Regions from separate parts of the Mus musculus genome. Here regions 1, 2 and 4 are each linked to region 3. The links are chromatin contacts, called in public HiCAR-type and promoter capture Hi-C maps. All regions are on one chromosome and are shown on one strand. Each heading gives the region's core, a stretch centred on a gene start, on an enhancer-like site or on the middle of the called end of the contact. The rest is flanking DNA. Distances are from core to core; before and after follow the strand shown.

What was found. Promoter capture Hi-C pulls out the DNA fragments that hold promoters and counts their contacts. HiCAR-type assays count read pairs that join an accessible place to other places.
Region 1: a contact with region 3 is called in a HiCAR-type map of astrocytes, with 4 times the contacts expected there. The contact joins the promoter of Plxnb1 here to the promoter of Rad54l2 in region 3. A contact is called at or near these places in 1 of 39 promoter capture datasets (liver) and 1 of 115 datasets of contacts at active chromatin or transcription factors (astrocytes).
Region 2: a promoter capture Hi-C map of pre-B cells shows a contact between it and region 3, with 2.8 times the contacts expected there. The contact joins the promoter of Pfkfb4 here to the promoter of Rad54l2 in region 3. A contact is called at or near these places in 2 of 39 promoter capture datasets (liver and pre-B cells).
Region 4: a promoter capture Hi-C map of liver shows a contact between it and region 3, with 2.7 times the contacts expected there. The contact joins the promoter of Atrip here to the promoter of Rad54l2 in region 3. A contact is called at or near these places in 3 of 39 promoter capture datasets (liver and pre-B cells).

The regions. Positions count from the first base shown.
Region 1 is chr9:109,094,165-109,097,067 of GRCm38.p6, reverse strand. Plxnb1 (plexin B1) reads right to left here and starts at 1,632. Exons shown (of 38, transcript NM_172775.2): 1 at 1,423-1,632. It overlaps Gm7628 (predicted gene 7628), which reads left to right. Exons shown (of 2, transcript NR_168955.1): 2 at 1,236-2,903.
Region 2 is chr9:108,990,427-108,993,320 of GRCm38.p6, reverse strand. It overlaps Pfkfb4 (6-phosphofructo-2-kinase/fructose-2,6-biphosphatase 4), which reads right to left and starts at 1,419. Exons shown (of 14, transcript NM_173019.5): 1 at 1,209-1,419. The coding sequence starts at 1,305.
Region 3 is chr9:106,787,899-106,790,869 of GRCm38.p6, reverse strand. It overlaps Rad54l2 (RAD54 like 2 (S. cerevisiae)), which reads left to right and starts at 1,657. Exons shown (of 22, transcript NM_030730.2): 1 at 1,657-1,890.
Region 4 is chr9:109,072,721-109,075,420 of GRCm38.p6, reverse strand. It overlaps Atrip (ATR interacting protein), which reads left to right and starts at 1,297. Exons shown (of 13, transcript NM_172774.3): 1 at 1,297-1,666; 2 at 2,684-2,700. The coding sequence starts at 1,417. Atrip-trex1 (Atrip-Trex1 readthrough) reads left to right here and starts at 1,324. Exons shown (of 14, transcript NR_153412.1): 1 at 1,324-1,762; 2 at 2,684-2,700.

The sequences.
Region 1 (2,903 bases), core at 383-2,882, 2.3 Mb before region 3:
CCTGAGGAGCCTCCTGAGGCCTCTCCGGCTCCCGAGGAGGTAACCCTGTGTGGTAGATGAAATGGACACGCCCAGCTACCAGGCCTGACCTATCTATCCTGCTCTTCCTTGGGCTCTGAGCCTCAGATTTCCCATTAGTGGGAGGGGAGGAAGGACTCCTCTGGGGTGTACCTGGCATGAGTGGGCCCCGAGACCATTTTCTTCTGTTCCGTCCTCCCACCCTAGACAAGAGCTCTTTAAAGGCAGAGAGTACCTGCTTTTTATAAGAAGGCTCCAGTAACCAGCAGACCCAACGCAGAGCAGGTGTTCCCTACATGGTGACAGAGCCCCCATTTCACTGCCAAGGAGATCCAGACTAGAGGGGTAATATGGAGCTCACACTCCGCTTTCAAGCCTCTTAGCATCTCAAAAGCCGAGGAATCGGCCCAGTTTTATTAATGATCGGACTAGGGCTTATTTGGAGCCAAGCCTCACGTCCCTAACTTGCACTGCCAGTATCTCCTCCCTAACTCCCCACATCTCAGGCTGTCCAGGCTCATCGCCAAAGTCTAACTAACTCTGCCTGTGCCCAGGCCTGCCCCATAGGCCTCTTTAGAACCCACACTCCCCGAAACCCTACGGCAGGGCCCAAGACTGGTTGCCTGACTTCTGCAAAGGACAAGCAACACCTAACCCTCTCCTGCAGCTGCTCTCACAACCAAGAAGACTCACAAATTCAGCCCCTTCCACATCTGCACTTGTCTGGGAGTTGGGGGAAACTGGCCTTCCCTTTCTGAGCTCGGCCACCCACACTCCCGCCCCTATCCCAGTATCCACTTAAAAGGGAGAGTTACTTTTTGACAGTGAAGTGGTGTGCACTACACACCTGCCGTCTGGATGTTGAGTAGGGTGGAAGGGAGCCATCATTTACCAGACACCCGCCATAAATTAAGGCGCTCGTCAAGCACCGGCTGGGTGTGTGGGTACCGAGACAGAGTCCAAGTGTTAAAAGGCTCGTGGTCCTCCTTTGTCAGTCTCTGCCTGAAAGATCTGTTATCCTATGGGGAAGCCTCCACTTCCTTGCTTCGACTCATCCTCAACCCTCCTCCCTCCGCCGCTCCACGGGACAAAGACCCCACCAGTGGCCCAGGGAGGGCGGGGAAGGGGCCGGCCGGTCCCGAAAGCGGCGGTGGCGGCAGCGAGGAGGGGGCGCGGAGGAGCAGCTCCACCTCCTCTGTCTCCCAATCGCGTTACAGGCGGTGCCGCCAGAGTTTGCCTTCGCGCGCGCGAGTGTGGTCCCAACTCTGAGGACCGAAGCCACCCACCGGAGACACCACTCCGGCTGCCTGTGCCCAGCGGGATCGAGGCCTCGGGCCGTTCCACCTGGGTGCGCGCGGCTCTCGCCTGCAACCCCGCCTTCCCTGCCCAAGTCTCGCAACTCACCGCCCGACCCTCCTGCGGGATGCGCGCGGCGAGGCGTCCGCCCGCAGCTCCGGGCTAGCTCAGATCTGCGCGCGGCGGCCTTCCCTCCCCTCGGAGGTGGGTCTGGCGGAGCCGCAGCTGTTACCCGGAGACCGAGGGGCGGAAAAAACTGCGCCCGCCGCCCGCCCCTCCCGCCGCGGCGCTGCCTCCGCTGGGAACAAAGGAGACAAAGCCGCGTCGGCCGGCCCGGGCTCCGCTCCTTCCACCCCCCCACCCCCCGCCCGTCGGGCCGCCCTCCCCCCGCGCGCCGCCCGGACCAGGCCGGAAGCTGCCGGGAGAACGGGGTACGCGGCCCCAGCCATCCGGGACCCCGCATTCCGGTCCCGCGGGATCCGAGTTTGTGAAGGGCCTGGGGGGGTGATCAACCCCTCTCATTAAATGGGGGCTGCAGCGCCCGGGCGGTAGTCATGGCAACGCAGACGTGTAGGGTGAGGAGCGGAGCCGGGAGCGTGGGCGGTCCGCCCCGCCCAGCCGGGCCTCACCTGCGCGCCGCTTAGGACCAAGAGGCTACGGCCATGGTTGCGAGCCTTATTACCTGGGCGTTGAGATACAGCACTGGAGCCTTTCCCCGTCCTGCCAGAGTTCGAGGGACTTGTGCCCCACACCTGCTCTGCCTGTTCCATAACCACCATCTTGACTATCCCCAACGCACCTCGCCCAGCGCCCGGAGCGCCCTCATTCCCTTCTAGATCCCGGCCCTTGGAGCCATCCTCTCCCCCCAACTTTCTTCACCTGGTCTCCTAGACGCCAGCTTCTCCTCTTCTCACCTGGCCCTGCCCACCTTTCCTTCTTTCAATACTCCACAACACCCAACCTCTCCTTCCGGCCCCCACCCCTGGCTGTTTGAAGAGAGCCCGGGCTTTGGACCTGAGTTTGCGCCATCACTAAGCCATGTAACCTGACACCCCTTCCCCCCCCACACACACACACCCCGACCTTTTTGCTCCCTGACTAATAGGGGGTAATACCACCAAAGCTGAACTGTGTAAGCAGGGCATACTGGCTGTGAGGTGCAGAAGTAGGGTCTTATTTCCTTCCCTCCTCCACGGCCTGTACCTGGAGCCATGCAGAACTCAGAAGCCTTGAGCAAGTCTGGACTCCCTCCTTGGAAAACACCTGGGTCTTTCTGGGAAGGAAACCCTGGGCAGAGGTTCTCTCCTGAGGGCTTTATGCAGGGCGGTTCACACCCGGGCTTGCCAATGGCAATCTGTGGAGCCAGGACCTGACCCATCCTGAGGGCTTTTGAAGGACTTTGGCTCAAGGCCATTGGCATAGTGTCCAGAAAGGGAAAAACTGCATATACGTCACCTGGAAGCCTCTAAGGTTAGAGGGCTCTAAATCGGGGGAAGCCGTCTTCCGTATCTGCCACTTCACTAAGGGCTGATGCCAGGCTGCTCTACCATCACACCCTCAGACTCCCGTGGGGTGGGGTGGGGGTGGGG
Region 2 (2,894 bases), core at 170-2,669, 2.2 Mb before region 3:
GCCCCTGAGGACTCAGAATGTGTCTGTCTGCACAGCTATGGCTCCACCAGTACCCATACTGTGGTCAGAGCCACCACCCACAGGAACACAGTCTGCTTCTGAACTACTGCCATTCTAGGAGGACCCAAGTCATGATCATATAACACACGCCTTCCCCACTCCCAACCCCTCTCATTATGGTAATGGTCAAAGTCGTGGCCTCAGGCTGGCCTTGGCCACAGAAGCGTAGAGGACCCTCCCCTCCCTTATCACACACAGCAGCCTTTAGGAATGCACGGAGACCCTGGCACATCACACAACAGCCTGATCTCCATTTCCATATCTGCGCCACCAGTTGTACGAGATGTTCTCTGAGGTCTTTGCCAAGCTGCAAATTCATTACAATATTTGAGTTACTTATAAAACAATTTTTTTCTTTTCCCTGTCAATAAAAAATTACAGACTCGTTCAAGAACAAACAGAAAAGCCAAGGAAGTAGATGAGAACACTCAGGATCCCAGAAGAGGTAAGTCACTTCGCAATTCACAAATTCCAGCATAGTTCTTTGATGTTTGACTCTCCTGTGCAGTTATTTAACAGTGAACTCAAGTGGGTGCTTCCACATCCAGGGGCACAGATATAGGTCCATATGGTGTGCCGTTCCCACTGTCCAAATCTTGACAACTGTACTCCCCCAAAGTTCCTCTAAAACTTTGGCATTAAAACCAAGGGGTACCTGAGGACTACTAACTAGCCCATGGCTAGGCTTTCAAAAGTTCTCAGCTCAAAGAAGCCAACTGCCTTGTCTGGAGCTACACAACTCAGTTTCCAGCCAGACTTCCCGCTAGCCCACTCTGTGGCCAGGAGAGAGTAAAGAGCCACGGCCACAAACGAAGTCCTCTTCTATACACAGGCACTGGAAACAGCTCGGGTCGGTGCCTATCCACTGGGTCAGACCCAGTCTCCAACAGACTGAGATGTCCCCTCACATCTGTCCCCACTCCTGCTTCACCACACTTCTGCGGGCCACTGTCACGGTACCACGGTCACTCCCGCTCACCTGTTCTCAGCCTCTCACCTGTCCCCGACTCCGCCCACCAGTTACAATAGCCTCACCGGTGCCTGCTTCTCTACCAGTCTCCTGCCTTTTCACTCGAGACCCTCGTCTAGGCCGTCTACCCACCCATCAGGGTTCACCTTCTCTCTCTCCTTTAGGACCCCGGTCTTACCACCACGCTGGCTGGCGTGCAGAGCGGGCCTGCCATTGCTGTACGGCATCCAGATCTTCTTCAGGGGATTCTGGGTCAGTTCCCGTGGAGACGCCATCCCTGGGCTGGGATGAATCGGACTGCGCTGCTACTCACCCAGCAACCGGGCCACCTCGGGCCACCCGAGGTCCCGCCCCTCCGGCCCCGCCCACCCTCTAGCGGCTCCAACTCTTGTCAATCTTCTCGCAGGCCCGCCCCAGAACTAATAGGCTCCACCCAAACTAAAGAGGCACTGGCCTACGACTACGCATGCCCAATTTTACTATAGCTTCTTTTGGACTAAGCACGCCCCATCCGTCAAACCAGAGTTGATAACGCGCATGCTCAATACTAGCTACCTTTGACACCCGGATTATGCAGACCCCGCCCCGGATGTGAAGTTTACTGTACTCAACCAGATTGTTCTTATATGCATAGGCCCCACTCATGGTCCCGCCCAGGGTGCTGCAGCCCTGCCCCAAAGCTTGTGTGGCCTCTTACTCCCTTGAGAAATGTGACCTCACAGTCGCCTACTGAGAAGGGTACGGAGAAGCTGAGCAGGCCTGCGTGATCCTCAGAGCCGGATAGTCTGGACCAGCGTGGCACTTGTCCCTGAATGGCTCTAATGACTGACTTGCTGCCCTGGAAGTCAACCACCGCTGCGCCCTCCTGGACCTTCTTCGTTCCTCCTCGGTTGCTTTTAGCCTTGAAACTTCCCGGGTCCACAAGAACAACTTGTTCAACCACACAGAAAAAGTTCCCTTCTCTTAGGGACATAAACACAGAATACATCTCAAAATCGACCATGTTTTGGCCTGGCTGCTGGGGAATTTAGGCTAAATCTCTGAAATATATGAACAAGCTGTTTGGGGTCTCACTAAGCAGTATTCTGATTTTCTTCCCAGGATTTATATTTTACCAATTATAATTTTATTGCTGTTTGGTTTTTCTTTCTTTTGGGGGGGAGAAGAAGGGCTGGTTTCATGTTGCCAGGCTGTCCTGGAACTTAATGTGTAGCTGAGGATAACCTTGAACTTCTGCTCATCTTGCTTTCACCTTCCAAGCTCCAGTGTTTCCACAGAGTTTATGCAGGGAATCGAACCTAGAGAACCTAAGGCTTTGTGTATGCTAAGTAAGCTAACCCCAGCCCCAATTAGTGTTTTAATAATGAATTTTTTTTTTAACGAGCTTCTGTCTCTTCATCAGGAAAATGAGATGCAGACGTCATCAATTTTACAAGACTGTGGTACAGATTAAATGTGTCAGCCTCAGAAATCTGTTTAAAAACATGTGGGCGTTCTCATTCATTATATTACCTCCCTCTCTGCCTTTGAAAATGTACTGGGACAAGGGCCCAGGGCCAGGGCTGGCAGCTCAGGCTTAAGGGCTAAAGTGGTACCATATGAACGAATTCTCCAGCTGGGCGACCCCCAGTGAACATGACCCCTTAGAGGCCAGTGAGGGGTGGTGTTCGGAAGTCACTCTTCTGCGTTTGACCCCCACCAGTCTCCAGAAAGCTCAGGCCTCTTCTTTCTGCTCAGCCCCGCCTCTCCAAACTGTATATTTTCTGTGCAGGCCCCAGCAACAGGGTTTGAATCTCGATCTCACTACCCTCTAGTGATGCCCTCCACCAAACCCCTGGCAGGTTTCCTGCCTCACATATGCCCA
Region 3 (2,971 bases), core at 408-2,907:
CCGTTCCTCTCCCCCTCCCCTCTCCTCATTCCTGCCCTCTCCCCTCTCTTTTTATGCCTTTCTCTCTCTCTCTCTCTCTCTCTCTCTCTCTCTCTCTCTCAATGGCTAGCCTTAAATTAGGGCTTCTCCTACTGTTGCCTTCTAGGTTCAATTTGAATTTCCAAAAAGCCTAATCCGTTTTTAATTTCACGAGGAAAACAAAGAAAACTTTCAAAAATAGATCCACTTGACTATTAGCAAGGAAGACCAGCTCTTTTGGGGGGGGGGAGTTGGTTTTTTGAGACAGGGTTTCTCTATGTAGCCCTGGCTGTCCTGGAACTCACTCTGTAGACCAGGCTGGCCTCAAACTCAGAAATCCACCTGCCTCTGCCTCCCAAGTGCTGGGATTAAAGGCGTGCGCCACCACTGCCCAGCTCTTTTAAGTTTATTTGAATGAAGAGCCATCAATAGCCATCTATATGTTTCAGAACAGTGGCTTCCTGAGAGGAAAGAATAGAAGAAACTTCTATCACGGGGAGGGAGGGGGGAACGGGACGGCGGTGGGGGAGGGCGGGGAGCCATTGTTGGCTCCTGTTACTCCAAGCTCAGTTATGAAAGAGAAATAAGTTCTTCATATAAGCTCACTTATGTGAAGAGAGATAATAAGTAAGGCTCCTTTAGAGTCTCTGGTCTCATTTTTGTCCCTCTGGTCATTTATAGGGCTATTATCTGTACATATTTAAACTTTTGTAATTTGAGAGATGGTTCTAATAACTGGACTGGTGCCACATGCCTTTAATTCAAGAACTTGAGAGGTAGAGGCAGGTGGATTTCTGAGAAACCCTGTCTCGAAAAACCAAAACAACAACAACAAAAACCAATAATGAACCTAACAAACAAAAAAAACTTAAAAAAAAAAAAAACCAGACCCACATACCCAATATTTTCATCTTTCGCTCATATTCACTTTGGCGGTGGTGGGGGTTGCGGGTGGAGAGCCAAGGTAATGTAGTGGAAAGAGACAACAATACAGCTCATAAGAAAGTGGAGCATAACAATCTCCAACTTCAGGGAGAAACCTACGTTTGAGTGCGATCCCCCCTCCGCAGTACTCCCCCCTCCCAACTCGGCCGTCGCCTCTGCTAGTTTTCTGGAGACAGCTGCAGTCAACAGGAACCACGGACAGGTAGGGAGGAAGGGAGGAAGACCGAGAATTACAATGGCATGCATCAATTCAAGGAAGAACAACTTTTGTTGGAAGCTACAGCTGTAGTAGCATTGACTTTTGACAGCACCCTCAACGAATTTACACCTCATATCCGCACTATCTCGTTCCCGGTATGTTTTGACGTAATACCAAATTGAGAAGTGTAGGAGCTCAGGCTCATTTGTACTGATAAGTGTGTGTTTTTGGTAGTTAGTAAAATCCATTCAGTTGGCTCTACCAGTTCCAGGCAGGTTCTAGCATGGGATTGTTTTTGTTTTCGATTTTGTTTTATTTCTTATTTTATTTTTTTAGTCTCACTTATTCATGAAAAGGTCCTCTGTAGTAAATACACCTTACTCACCCAAGAATCGCCGTTTAGTGTCTTTCCCTGGGAAAGAACAACAGGACTCACAGCGGAACTTTGCTGCGGGTGGCTTGTGTTCCCGCCCGGGTGGCCGGGTGAGAGGGCCGGGAGGGGGAAGCTTTCTGGCGCGGACCGCGAGCGGAGGCTGAGAGCGCCGCCGCCGGAGAAGACCGACCCTCGGCCAGAGCCAGCCTGCGGCGCCCGGGCCTGGCTGGCTGCTTCCCGCCTCAGCCGCTTCTCCGGCTCCCGCCGCCGCAGACACTGTCCAAGAGGGTGCGGCAGAACGCGAGGTCCTACGGCCCAGCCCGGTCCGGTGCGGCCCGGATCCGTGGCACGGGAGGTGAGAGCCCCTGCGGTCCCCTTACTCCCTGCCGGGGCCGCTGGGACCCGCAACAATGGGGACGCGGCCAGAGTCCCCGGCGTGCAGCAGCCTGGGGTAGCAAGCTACTCCTGGCGGCTTGGGCCTTGGGGGGAGCTGCGTCCGACCTGGGAAACTCCAGTGACTGTAGGCTTGGAGGGGGTCTTGGCATCCACCCGGGACTTCAGTGGCTTGATATTTTGGGATTTCGTTGTCAAGGAAGGCAGTCGTAATTACCGAGACTGAACTACAGTGGCTATGCGCTCCTGATGTTATATTATAACACCGGCAAACCGTGCCGTGGTTTGAGGGAGAGGGATTGTGGTTCGAATTTTAGGGACCCCTGTGGCTTGGTCCCTAGTGGACATAGGTGTGGGTCTCTGAACTCCCTCGGGCCGTCTGAGAATTTGTTAGGCTGAGTCGGGTTTGGGGAGAAGAGGCATGGAGAGTTTAGCTTCTCTGAGGTAATTGGTGAGTAGTTCCTGGAAAGGCACGAGCTTAGTTGGGCACAAAAGAGTTGAGCTAGGAGCTAGATGGATCCTTCACGGCTAAGATGTATCCGAGTTAAGAGTGGTTCTCAGGTAGGAAACTTGTCACAGGAGTAGTGTTAGCTGCATTGGGTTAGGAAAAGGCCGATGCGAGCTGGGGAGGGAGGGAGAAGATGGCCGGCAGCTTCTGGGGTCGAAGAATTGGCTTTATGTGGGTCATGGTGGCTGTCTGGGAGTAGAACAAGAGCACTTTGCAGAGTGGGCTTCCTGCTAGAGAATGACCTCTTACTGCGGGGGAGTGTGTGACTCAGATCTGTTAGATTACTGCTCTTGCTGGCGGATGTGGCTGACTGTTGATGCCTGGACTTTGAAGCTGGAATGGGTATTTGGGGGGGCTTAATGAATTTGTTCTAGAGGAGAGGACAGTGTGGACCTTTCCTTCTTACTCCAAAGTCAGTGTGGTGGCTGTCGCCGGCAGTCATTTAAGTAACAAATTTCTTAATGGTATTTGACTTTAAAGCTTTTCTCTGTTCATTTTTTCCCCCTTTGCCCTCTTTTTTGAATTGTGACTCATA
Region 4 (2,700 bases), core at 48-2,547, 2.3 Mb before region 3:
CAAAAAACAAAAACAAAACAAACAAACAAAAACTCATGTCTATAATCCCAGCACTCAGCGGGAGGAAGGACATTCTGGAGTTCTGGGCCAGCTTTGGTTATATGTCTTGACATATAACCAAAGGGGGTGGGGGGCTGCTGGGAGACTTGAACATTCAACATTATGTTGGGCAGCTATGGGAAAACTACCAGCAGCTGAATCAAGAAACTAAGGCAGTTCTAAGTGATGCAATGCCTTCTGACCACTGTAGGCACCAGGCATACATGCATGTGATGCACATACATACATGAAGGTAAAACACACATAAAAAATAATGAGGCAGGGGTGGGGTGGGGGTGGGTTGGCAGGCCTAAGGCATTCTAAGCCTGAGCGCTCTCCTTTCCGCCCAACGCCTCAGCAAACATTGGTAGGTTCACAAACTAAGTCTGGCATTGAGCAAACGGAGTAGAAAAGTCTTGATCTTGTTGCCTTCCAATGCTAATCCGCCATTTCTGGTATCTGTTCTGCCCACCACTTCAGCTCATAAAAGCCAGTCATACACCCAAGCCCAACTCAAATCATTGCTCCTCCATGAAGTCTGTCGCAAAGAGGAGGCATCCACCTGGCATCCTTGTCGAAGATGAATTTTTCTCAGAAACATCATGCGTCTGCCTCCTAACCCATTTTTCTTGCTATTTCCCCCTCAATCTGTTGGGTAATTCAAGGACCACTCCCAGCGAGCCTTCCTTGACCTCTTGAGCTTCATTGTCTCTACGCAACCAGCGCTCAGGACATAAAGACTCTCCAAGAAATAAATGGAAGTTAACAGTTGGAGCAGTTCCGAATAGGCACGCCGTTCTCGAGACCATCCTTCCCAGCCTTTTTTTTTTTTTTTTTTTCTCAAATATACATACTTGAAACATTTGTTATCCTGGAAGATCTCTGCTTCCAGGAAGAAAAGCATTCCTTCTCCTCCCCAAGTCTGCTCTTCCCAGCCTCCTCCCTAAAAGAGTCTCTGGACATGAGAGAGGTGGGTCAGCCGCGAGGAGTGAGGTCAGGGAGAGCTGACCCCTGAACGCTGCCTGCTTCTCTAGGGCTCTGTATTCTACACAGTGCCACGGGGAACCGCCTCAGGTGTGGTCGGGCAGACGCTCCTCGATCTCGCAACCGGGATAATCCTGACAGCACTGTAGTACCCTGGCATCACCGGGGACCCCTTCGTACTGAGCCCAGACACGCAGGAGCCTGTCCCGGGTAACGGCGCGCTCTGTACACGTCACCCATCTGTGCCCGGTAGCTGGCAGCTGATTGGCCCGCAGGCTGGGGAGACGCTGGAAGGCGAGGGGAACGGCGGCGCGCGGGCGGTTGGGCCAGCTCAGGCTTTCTGTGGACAAGGCTGTGCTTGGCGTCTTCGGATGCTGCGGGTTGAAGGTAGTCATGGCCGGGACCCCCGCACCGAACAGCCACAGGAAACAGAGTGGCGGCCTGGAGCCTTTCCCCGGTCTGTCTCGATCCATTGAGAACCCTCCGAGCAAGCGGGCCCGGAGCTTCTCTGAGACCACAGTCCCGGACCCCGAAGACCCATTCGGTGAGCACGCGGAATTTACTGCGGACGACCTAGAGGAACTCGACATCCTCGCGTCACAGGCCCTGAGCCAGTGTCCCGTCGCGCCTCGGAACCTGTCCAGTGAGTGCCTGAGGGGCCTTTTCCCCCGGCGGGTGGTGCAGACCTCTGATTTGGCGGTGAGACATCCAGAATGTTAAATGGCCTCCCATTTAGATGGTATGCACCCCATTGTAACCCTTGGGCAGAAGAGCATTAGAAGGCGTCTGACAGAGGCAAGAGATGAAAGAGAGTCTTACACAAAAATGCCAGTTGCCCAAAGGTTAGGCATGGCAAACAGGCAATGGGCAAGAAATGCCAAAGCTGCTTTTCTTCTTAGAGCTTACACTCTTGGGGAATAAGTTAAGTGTCAGGAGGGTTTGATGGGCACCTTGCGAATGTACTTAGCACTTACAGCATCTGAAAAATAGGATTATCCCTGGAAATGTGGCTGGCCCTCCATCTCTCCAGCAATATTGCATGGAAAACCAGGCATTGGAAAACACTCATTGCTGACCAGCTGTCATATGCGGCAGTGGTTAGACGCAACTTTCCACGAAATGGCACAAAGCAATGCTGCCTCCCCCTTCCTTGGCCCTACATCACCCGGTACTCTACCTTACTCCATCCCTGGAGCCCCACCTCCCCCTGGAATGTATCCATTTGGTTCACCATCAGTCTTTAAAACCAGCAGATCCTATGCCTAACATGTTGTAGTAAATAGTAGTTATGGTAGAGTCACAGCCAGTGCAATCTCTGTTCAGCTATGAGCTGAGAGTCTAGAAAGTGGGTGAGGTATAAAGCGAGAGAATTCAGATATGCTATGCCATAAGGATTCTTTATGTGTTTATACCATGCTCGGAGCTGTTACCTGGGTCTTTCTCAACTTGGCTTTCAAGAGTGACTCCTTCTGCATTTTATGACAAAGGTGGATACATACTGAGCCCCGCAGTATACATGGGATTATTTTTTCCAGACAGGTTCTCGATCTCTAGCAAGGCTAGCCTTGAATTTGAGATCCCCATAGCTCTACTTCACAAGTGTTGGGATTGCAGTTCTGTGCCACCATGCTCAACCTAAGGGCAACTACTTTTTATACAGGTGCTCATAAGGTCCGC